3 separate regions of the Sus scrofa genome follow, and regions 1 and 2 are each linked to region 3. Evidence: chromatin contacts called from public HiChIP or PLAC-seq and promoter capture Hi-C data. All regions are on one chromosome and are shown on one strand. Each heading gives the region's core, a stretch centred on a gene start, on an enhancer-like site or on the middle of the called end of the contact. The rest is flanking DNA. Distances are from core to core; before and after follow the strand shown. Region 1 holds the start of ZNF567 (zinc finger protein 567). Region 2 holds the start of ZNF829 (zinc finger protein 829). Region 3 holds the start of ZNF566 (zinc finger protein 566).

Evidence for each region. Promoter capture Hi-C pulls out the DNA fragments that hold promoters and counts their contacts. HiChIP or PLAC-seq counts read pairs in DNA pulled down with a chosen protein or histone mark.
Region 1: a contact with region 3 is called in an H3K27ac HiChIP or PLAC-seq map of skeletal muscle, with 6 times the contacts expected there. The contact joins the promoter of ZNF567 here to the promoter of ZNF566 in region 3. A contact is called at or near these places in 1 of 5 promoter capture datasets (liver), 2 of 47 Hi-C or Micro-C datasets (heart right ventricle and liver) and 2 of 2 datasets of contacts at active chromatin or transcription factors (alveolar macrophages and skeletal muscle).
Region 2: a contact with region 3 is called in a promoter capture Hi-C map of liver, with 4 times the contacts expected there. The contact joins the promoter of ZNF829 here to the promoter of ZNF566 in region 3. A contact is called at or near these places in 1 of 5 promoter capture datasets (liver) and 1 of 2 datasets of contacts at active chromatin or transcription factors (alveolar macrophages).

Annotation. Positions count from the first base shown.
Region 1 is chr6:45,736,653-45,739,352 of Sscrofa11.1, forward strand. It overlaps ZNF567 (zinc finger protein 567), which reads right to left and starts at 1,378. Exons shown (of 6, transcript XM_021097128.1): 1 at 1,263-1,378; 2 at 1-95.
Region 2 is chr6:46,120,201-46,122,900 of Sscrofa11.1, forward strand. It overlaps ZNF829 (zinc finger protein 829), which reads left to right and starts at 1,326. Exons shown (of 6, transcript XM_013998466.2): 1 at 1,326-1,602; 2 at 2,257-2,330. The coding sequence starts at 2,298. It overlaps ZNF568 (zinc finger protein 568), which reads right to left and starts at 1,306. Exons shown (of 8, transcript XM_021097146.1): 1 at 1,135-1,306.
Region 3 is chr6:45,892,547-45,895,246 of Sscrofa11.1, forward strand. ZNF566 (zinc finger protein 566) reads left to right here and starts at 1,437. Exons shown (of 3, transcript XM_021097194.1): 1 at 1,437-1,851. LOC110255280 (zinc finger protein 82 homolog) reads left to right here and starts at 1,724. Exons shown (of 7, transcript XM_021097168.1): 1 at 1,724-1,851.

The DNA of each region.
Region 1 (2,700 bases), core at 128-2,627, 160 kb before region 3:
ACTAAATTATACTGGTACCAGTCATGTTAGCCTCTTCTTGTCCCTGACTTCTGACTTTTCCAGTTCCCAATCCATTCCAGCTGGAGACCATCAACCTGGAGGGAGTGAAGAGGGGACAAAGGAGACGATGAGGAATTAAAGAAACTGATCATGCATTCTTTTGCACAGCAGACTTCCAGCAGAAGGGAGAGTTTTTAAATCGAGTTTGCAGTATTGATTTCTACAATGAACATTTTATTTGGCTTAAATGTGACTGATCTCATGTTTAAATGTTCCACAGGTGTTTTTTTATTATTATCTTCATAATGACTGAAGAAATTATTGAATGTTTCTTGTCCAGGAATTCATCCAGCCTCAGGAAAAAAAAAAAAAATCATGCAAATAGAAATTTGAGGGTAGAGGTTATGGGAGAAAGCTTTTTGTGTGCTCCCAGTGGTGGTCTACTTACGTCAATATACTGGTCATTACTCATTAAGGGTTTTCCCAAAATACAATTGTACCACCTGAAAATTATTTTAATTTTACCTCCTCCTTTCCATTTTAAAAATCTATTTTATTCACTTGTCTAATTGCCAAATTCCACAGGCATATAAAATGGCCAATATTCAGATAATCTAAACAAGACATAGTGCATAACTAGTCTTACATCCACTTTCTTAAGTGCTTCACCTCAGTCACACAATGATCCAGCCACATTCATAGTCATCGTGAACTGTGCACACAAAATACTTCAAAAATTTGACATATTCAGTCATATCACCCACTGCACAATCACAGTCCCATAGACACACAGGTCATGCATAATCCCACAGAGCCCACTACATACGTCTAGGCAAAGTAGCAATATTTTACTCATAAACCCCTAACTGTCGCCTCCTTAAAGTCGCAGTTTCAAACATAAATCGACACACGCAGAGACTCTTTTCACCTTCACAAACAATCGGCTTATAACGTCACACGCCCAAACACACACAAGAACAGGCACACAAAGCTACACAAACGGAACGCCTGTGTGTGCCAGGCCGAGCTCACACCCGCCTCGGGCTCCCTGTTCCCTTCTCGCCGTTCCCAGCCCTGGTTTCTTCCTCTGCCTAGGTCTTGCTTCCCGCTTCGCCTTCACTAGGGCCTGAACTTTCCCTTTCCCCCTCGGCCCGAGTTCCCTCTTCCTTCCTCGCTTTTCCCAGCCCAGGTTCCCGCCTCCCTCCTCCGCAATCCCCCCGCGTCCCAGCATCACCCGCCCAACCAGAGCCCGCAGGACCTACCAGCCTCGCCTTCCACTACTGGCCAGCCGTCCGCTCAAGCGCACTCCCGCGCGGGTCGTACCTCCCAAGTGTCTCCGCGGCACGTCTTCGCCGCCGCGGCCTCCGCGCGCAGGCGCGCGCGTGAGCCTTCTCGATATCCGGGCTTTTGCGGCCTTGAACTACATTTCCCACAGCCCCTGGGCAGCTTTTAAAAAGATGTTTGATCTGTGGTTCGTCTCTTGCTGCCCTCCAAAGTTCTCAGTCGCCGCGATCCAAGTGGTATAACCGGCGTCTGGGTGCGGCGGGCCCTCACGGTGAGGAGGTCTTGACCCTCTGGCACAGTGTCACGGGCTGTGTGGACCTGGAGCTCAAGCCTGTGTAGGCGTGTTTAAGTGTGTGTGAGCCTTTGTGGCCGTGATGAGGCGGGGTGTGTGCGCCGTAAGGAGACCGTGACAGGTGCAAGATGCGGGACCTTTGGGGTGACCGTGGTTAACTGTGATGTGAGACATGTGCCCCTGTGGGGTTTGAGACCGCCCTTCGGAAGACGGTGCTACCTAATGTGATGGAAGAAGCTGTGACTTCTGTGACCGGGTGGGAGTTTGGTTGTGTCATGCGGTAGAGCTTATTTCTGCAGTTCTGGGTTTAACATCAGGACTGAACAGGGCTGTTGAAGTTCTCCCTGAGAGTGTATCTGTGCCTGTGACGATACCTGTATTAACCAGAGTCGCACTGAAGCATAGCCTGAGCTGCATTTGTCAGGGCATCCCCGCCTCCAGCGCCCAGATTCCAGTGCTTAACAGAAGGTGGGTGCCAGGGGAACGAGCGTCGCCCGCCCAGAAGCCAATTTTCTGTTCTATCCTTTCTTGGGATCTGTATCCCTGTATCACTGCTTCCTCTTTTCTCCCAGTTTATAACCAGGACCCCAGCTGCAGAGAAATGGTCACCAAAATGGGAGTCAGATATTTCAGTGGTAGGATAAAGGTTATACAAGAGCATAAACCTCTTTTTGGAATGAGTTTTATTAGAGTTGGGAGTGTCCCTTAGGCAGAGTCCTAGGAAGACATGAGGAGAGCCTAGGAGTAGGAGTCCCTCCTCCGGATCTCCCTGGGGAGCTGATGTCAAGTTCCACATTTCAAATCACATCATCCTCAAAACTGTCTCCCCAGTTATGAACTCAGAGAAAGTTTCAGCCCTGGATATCAGTGATCTTGGCCTTTGCCTTTGATACTAAGAAGGGTTAGCAGTACTCCCATCTTCCCTTCTATCTGAGTATGTGTGCAGGTGATGATGTGAGCTTCTGTGTTGAAGAATTTCTTCCAGTTTAGCCATTCTGTGCTCCAAAAAAGGTTTGATGTCTCCTGTCTCCTTACTTCCCTCCTTCTCATCCTTCCCCTACAGTGCAGATCTCTGAGAGAAGAGCCCTGAGAAAAGGAAAACATTACAGAGCCTATCTGAAAAC
Region 2 (2,700 bases), core at 76-2,575, 230 kb after region 3:
AGCATGTGGAGGTTCCCAGGCTAGGGGGTCTAATCGGAGCTGTAGCCACCGGCCTACACCAGAGCCACAGCAACTCGGGATCCGAGCCGTGTCTGCAACCTACACCACAGCTCACGGCAACGCCGGATCGTTAACCCACTGAGCAAGGGCAGGGACTGAACCCGCAACCTCATGGTTCCTAGTCGGATTCATTAACCACTGCGCCACGACGGGAACTCCAGGAAAAGAAATTTTAAGGATGCTTTTAAGATCTGTCTTGTACTCTGGTGATCCACCATGAGAAGAACATGTCCTGGTAACCACTGTCCTTTTAGCCTGAGCTGCAGAAAGAACGCCTATGGAGCAGGTCTGAATCCATTCTGCAGCCCATCCATCCAGGCAGGCCCAGCCTAGGTAAAATGAACATAAAGGACCTGTAACCCTATGAACAAGAAAATAAATGCTTGCTGTTGTATTCCACCGAGTTTAAGAGCTGTTTGTCAGGCAGCATTATTATAATGACAATAAATAATACATATAATAAAAAAAGCCAAAAGAAGGCCCAAAAAATAAATAAATAAAATAAATCTGGACAATGTCACCAAAGGAAAGAGGGCTAACAAAGAGTGGGCAATGAGGAAAAAGGACCACTTGAAACCAAATACAATTTTTTTCAAGCGGTTACCAATTATGCCTACACAGAAGTCAACTCAGGCAAGACAAGAACCACTACACAAATTACAATTGCCAACACCTCACCACACTCACACATTGCACATCCACCTAGCAATTACACAAACAACACCACAAACGTTTTCATAAATCACAATCACGAACATCACCATTACACATCCTATCACAATTACTCCATCACACTCATACACAACCACACCCCCATCACTCTCACATCACCACAATCTCTCTCTCTCTCTCACTCACACACACACACACACACACACACACACACAGTAACTCTCCACCACAGTTTCTCGTTCTGAGAACTCCAACAACTCTCCAGGAGCATTCTCCGCACTGCCGCTACTCCAAACACTTGGGGCCTCCTTAAAGGCTCCACCCCTTTAGCCGCGCGCTGATGCTGCCCAGATGGCTTGAGCCCCTTCCTTAAGTCCCGCTCTGGGGACACGGCAGCGTCACCTGCCGGAAACGCCCGAATGCACATCTAGCGCGCAGTTTCCGAGAGGATGGATGAAGGAGACCCGAGGAAGGCCCGGGCCAGGCGCTGGCAACGTCGAACCACCCCACCGCGTCTGCCTCCCAACGGACGTTCCACAACACAACACCTCCCAGAAGGCCTCACGGCTTGACTCAACTTCCGGCCAGAACAGAGGGGGCGTTTCCTGTGTGAGGGAGACCGGGGTGAGCCTGGTCGGCTCAGGTGGTTAAGCCCGAGTGCCCGAGCTACCGCGCGTGGCGTCTCTGAGGCCCGACTAAATTCACAGTTGCGGGGGCAGTCGATCAGGGTGAGCCCTAGCAGGGCGCTGAGAGAAATCAGCTGTGGGGCCCACTGTGGACCACATTTCCCAGAGGGCCTAGCGGCCGGTCGCTCTTCTCGCAGGAACTCGAAATTTGCGTCACGCCTGGCGGGACTGTTAGATCCATGAGGTGGGCGATCGTGGGCCCGTGGGGCACTGGTTCAGCTCTGCGGGTTGGGATCCTGGGGGACCTGGAGGAGGCTGAAATTGAGGAGGCCAGAGGCTGATACGGAGGCTGGTGCTTGTGCCTGTGCGGGCGGAACGGACTGAAAAAGGGGAGATTTTGCGACCCTTTTGCATATGGGGTTGTGACCGTGTGTCCCTATGGTGGTGTGTGATTGTGACCACGCGACACTAGGATACCTGCGGCTATGCGAATGTAACATGTGTTCCATGGTGAGTTTGGTATATTATCTGTGTTGCCATGTGTGGTTCTATGTGTGCAGGTGTGGAGTGTGTGTTCCCTTGTTTTAAGTATGTCTGTGCCTCATGAATGTAGCACCGCGTTTATGGGTAGGAGGCTCCTGTCAACTGTGCGATTGTTACTTCACAGCTCTGTCTCTAGGAAACCTCTGTGAGGTTTGGTCAGACTTTAGTCCTCGACAGCTGTAACCTCAACTTTCTCCTGAAACACTGAAATTGGGTGGGACGCCCCATTTTCCTCTGATCTCCATTCCCTGAGTGTGTGCTGAGGCTTAGGGCTGAGACTGGGGCTGAGCCCTGACTTGACCAGTTTGAGCAATCAGAAAAACCTGGTGTCTCAAACTATTACTTTCTCATCTAGTTCTACCCTTTGCCAAGTGAGGAGCAGAAGAGAAGGAAAGAATGCATGCTGAACTTCTACAAGCAGTGTCCAAAGTATGTTGAAGTTTCTTTTTTGCTTTCCTTCTTCTGAAAATTAATGCTTAATAAAGATATGTCACTTGAGGAGTTCCTGTTGTGGCTCAGTGGGTTAAGAACCCAACAAATAGGACACAGGTTCAATTCCTGGCCCTGCTCAGTGGGTTAAGGATCTGTGTGGCCATGAGCTGTGGTGTCTGCTAATGTGGCTTGGATTTGGCGTGGCCATGGCTGTGGCTGGCAGCTGCAGCTCCAGTTTGACCCCTAGCCTGGGAACTTGCATATGCTGCAGGTGCCACCCTAAAAAGACCAAGAAAAAAAAGATACCTCTCTCTCCCTTTTTTTTTTTTTGTCTTTTCAGGGCTGCACCTGTGGTACATGGAGGTTC
Region 3 (2,700 bases), core at 187-2,686:
GATTCATTAACCACTGCGCCAGGACGGGAACTTCGAAGAAAGCATCTTTGCAATTAGCAGCAATTTATTTTTACACCCTCCCCCCCAAAAAAAAATCCACTGGCCTTGGGGTAACCAGAGGAAATTAAGTAAATCCTTGATTTGGCTAGACTCCTTAAAGAACCTCAAACTTACATTCCTTGATCTCACTAAACGTTGATTGTTTGTGTTTTTTTTTTTAATCCGACAATGGGAATAACACTTTAATTCACTTCTCTGCTATTTCCAATGGCCAATACTACTCCTCAATCTTTAAAGTTATTTCTTAGTCTAGAACTGCACAAATCAGCTCCCTTAGACATACACGCCTCCCCCAAGACGTTAAAAGAACATCAAGATTGAATGGCTAGGACTCCAAGATCTGGGCTCTAAGCAAGAGCAAGCCCCCCATTTAAAAAAATAGTTTCTTTAAAACCAACTTTCGTTTTTTAAAAAAGCGCTGCTTTAATTTCTATTCCATAATTGATCAAGCTTTAAATCATTTATTAGCTCAATTATGTAATCTTTCTCCCATCAAACCTTAAAAAAAGACAAAACAAAAACAAAAACAAAAACAAAAAACCTGCCCCAGAAAGATCCATCCTCCTTGCCACTGTTTTACAATGAGGTTCAGAGATTATTTACCAAGATACAATCTCAGTCAAACATACGGTTGATACTCATTTAAATTATCAATTACTGGGGTTCCCTGGTGGCTAAGCGGGTTAAAGATCCAGCGTCCTCACTGCTGTAGCGATAGGTTTCATCCCTTGGCCTGGGAACTTCTGCATTCCAGAAGACAATCAATCAATCACAAATAGTTAATTCCACACACACCCCTACACAAAATCATGCGTCCAGTTTCTTCTCTATGGCACCCAACACATACCGGGCTCTCATTACTTGCATTCTGCACAGCTTGCCTCACCACCCCCTCATTCTCACGCTGCGACTATCACACCGAAGTCAGGAGCACAGCCCCTTTGCGAAGTCGGAAACTACTCCGTTTTAAACACCCCCTCCCCATTTCACGTTTAGCGATTCCTCCCCTTCAACCTCCCCAATCCCGTGGCAAGTTCCTGGTCTCCTCCTCTGCAGCCTCCTGGACTAGCTTTGGGTCTCAAAAATCTCAGGTCCCAAAACTCGGCACCGAAGAATCCCCCAAGTCAAACTCACACCCAAACAAAGGCCAAGACGGCGACCCAGAAAGCCTGCGCGCTCCCCTGGGCGCAGTGACACTCCCAGATGTCTGCGGGGTGTGGCCAGGCTCAGGGGATGAGGAATCCAGACGAATTTCAAACGGTCCATCCACCGCTTTTTCCTGCTTCCTAACTACACTTCCCAGGAGGCTCGGCGGTGCAAATTACCTCCCCTTGCGGACTAACTCTTTTCTTCCAGAGCGCGTTCAACTCCAGGGGATACAGTAGGGCGGACCTGGGAAGTCCATTTTCAAATGCTTAGGAGTGGCCTTCTTTGGGGACCACTGCCTGAGGCTGAGCCAGGCTCCGCGAGGTCTCTGGTGCGCGTTTGTGAGGGGGACGCAATCTTTTCGGCGGGACAGCAGCTGAGCTCTGATAAAAATCCCGTTGACTGTCAGCCATCTTGCCCGCCTCTGGGCGTCGCTGACTACACTTCCCAGAGGACTCCTCGGCAAAACGTGATTCTCGTGTGAATTCAACCTCGAGAATCACGCTCTGGGGGGACCCTCAGGTCCGTACCAGCAAGTGTTTCAGTGCAGTGGAGGGCTCTGCGCCTTTGGAAGCTTGGAAGAACCGAGGTGGGGAACCCTAAGAGAGGGTGGGCTTGAAGCATCGGCTTTGTACCGCTGAGGAGGTGAGATTGAAATTGTGTGTTTGTGTCTGTGTATTGGTATGTGATGAATGACCGTGTGATTGTGTCTCGCTGTTCCTGTAGTGAGCGTGTGTTTCCAATGATAACCGTGTGCAGCACAGCCTCAGAGCCTGTGACTGCTCTGGTGTGACGCGATGCGACCCGGTGAGGTACATGTAATCACGTGTGGCATTGAATGTGCTGGTGTGAGGAGCTTGTGACTCGGTGGATGTGATAGCGTTTGCCCCGTAGAGGGGTGTGATTGCGCGACTGTGTGCTGCAGAGTACCGTTGGGGTACTTGTGGATACTGTGTGGTTTTATCTGTCGTTTGTGTGATTGTGACTGCGACCGTGTTCAGGTGTGCAGTGCCTGTGACAGTGTGAGTTGTGATTTATTGTCCTCTTGGTAATTGTGTGATTGTGCTTATGTGACCTTTTGAGGCCCTGGGTATGAGGCCCTGTTGTTTGAGTTGCGGGTTATCTTTAGCTGTAAGTTCCCATGTTCGTTTATATTTGTGTGTGGTTATGTTATTATGTTAGCATCACTGGATAAATGTATGAGGATTTTTCACTTATGTATATATACCACTTTAAGCATTATACTGTAGTTTTTCCCCATTTTAAAACTTTATGTGAATGCTGACATACTTTTATCTCTTACTTTAATGATTTGTACAACTATGTTTTTGGGAATTATCCATATTAGATATGATAGTGGTTCATTTGTTTTCTTTATTATATTCCATCCTTTAAAGTATACCAGTTATTCATCCCTTCTAAAAATGATGGACATTTGAGTTATTTCTAGTTTTTCACTTTATAGACTGTGCTGCCACCAGCATTCTTTTACAT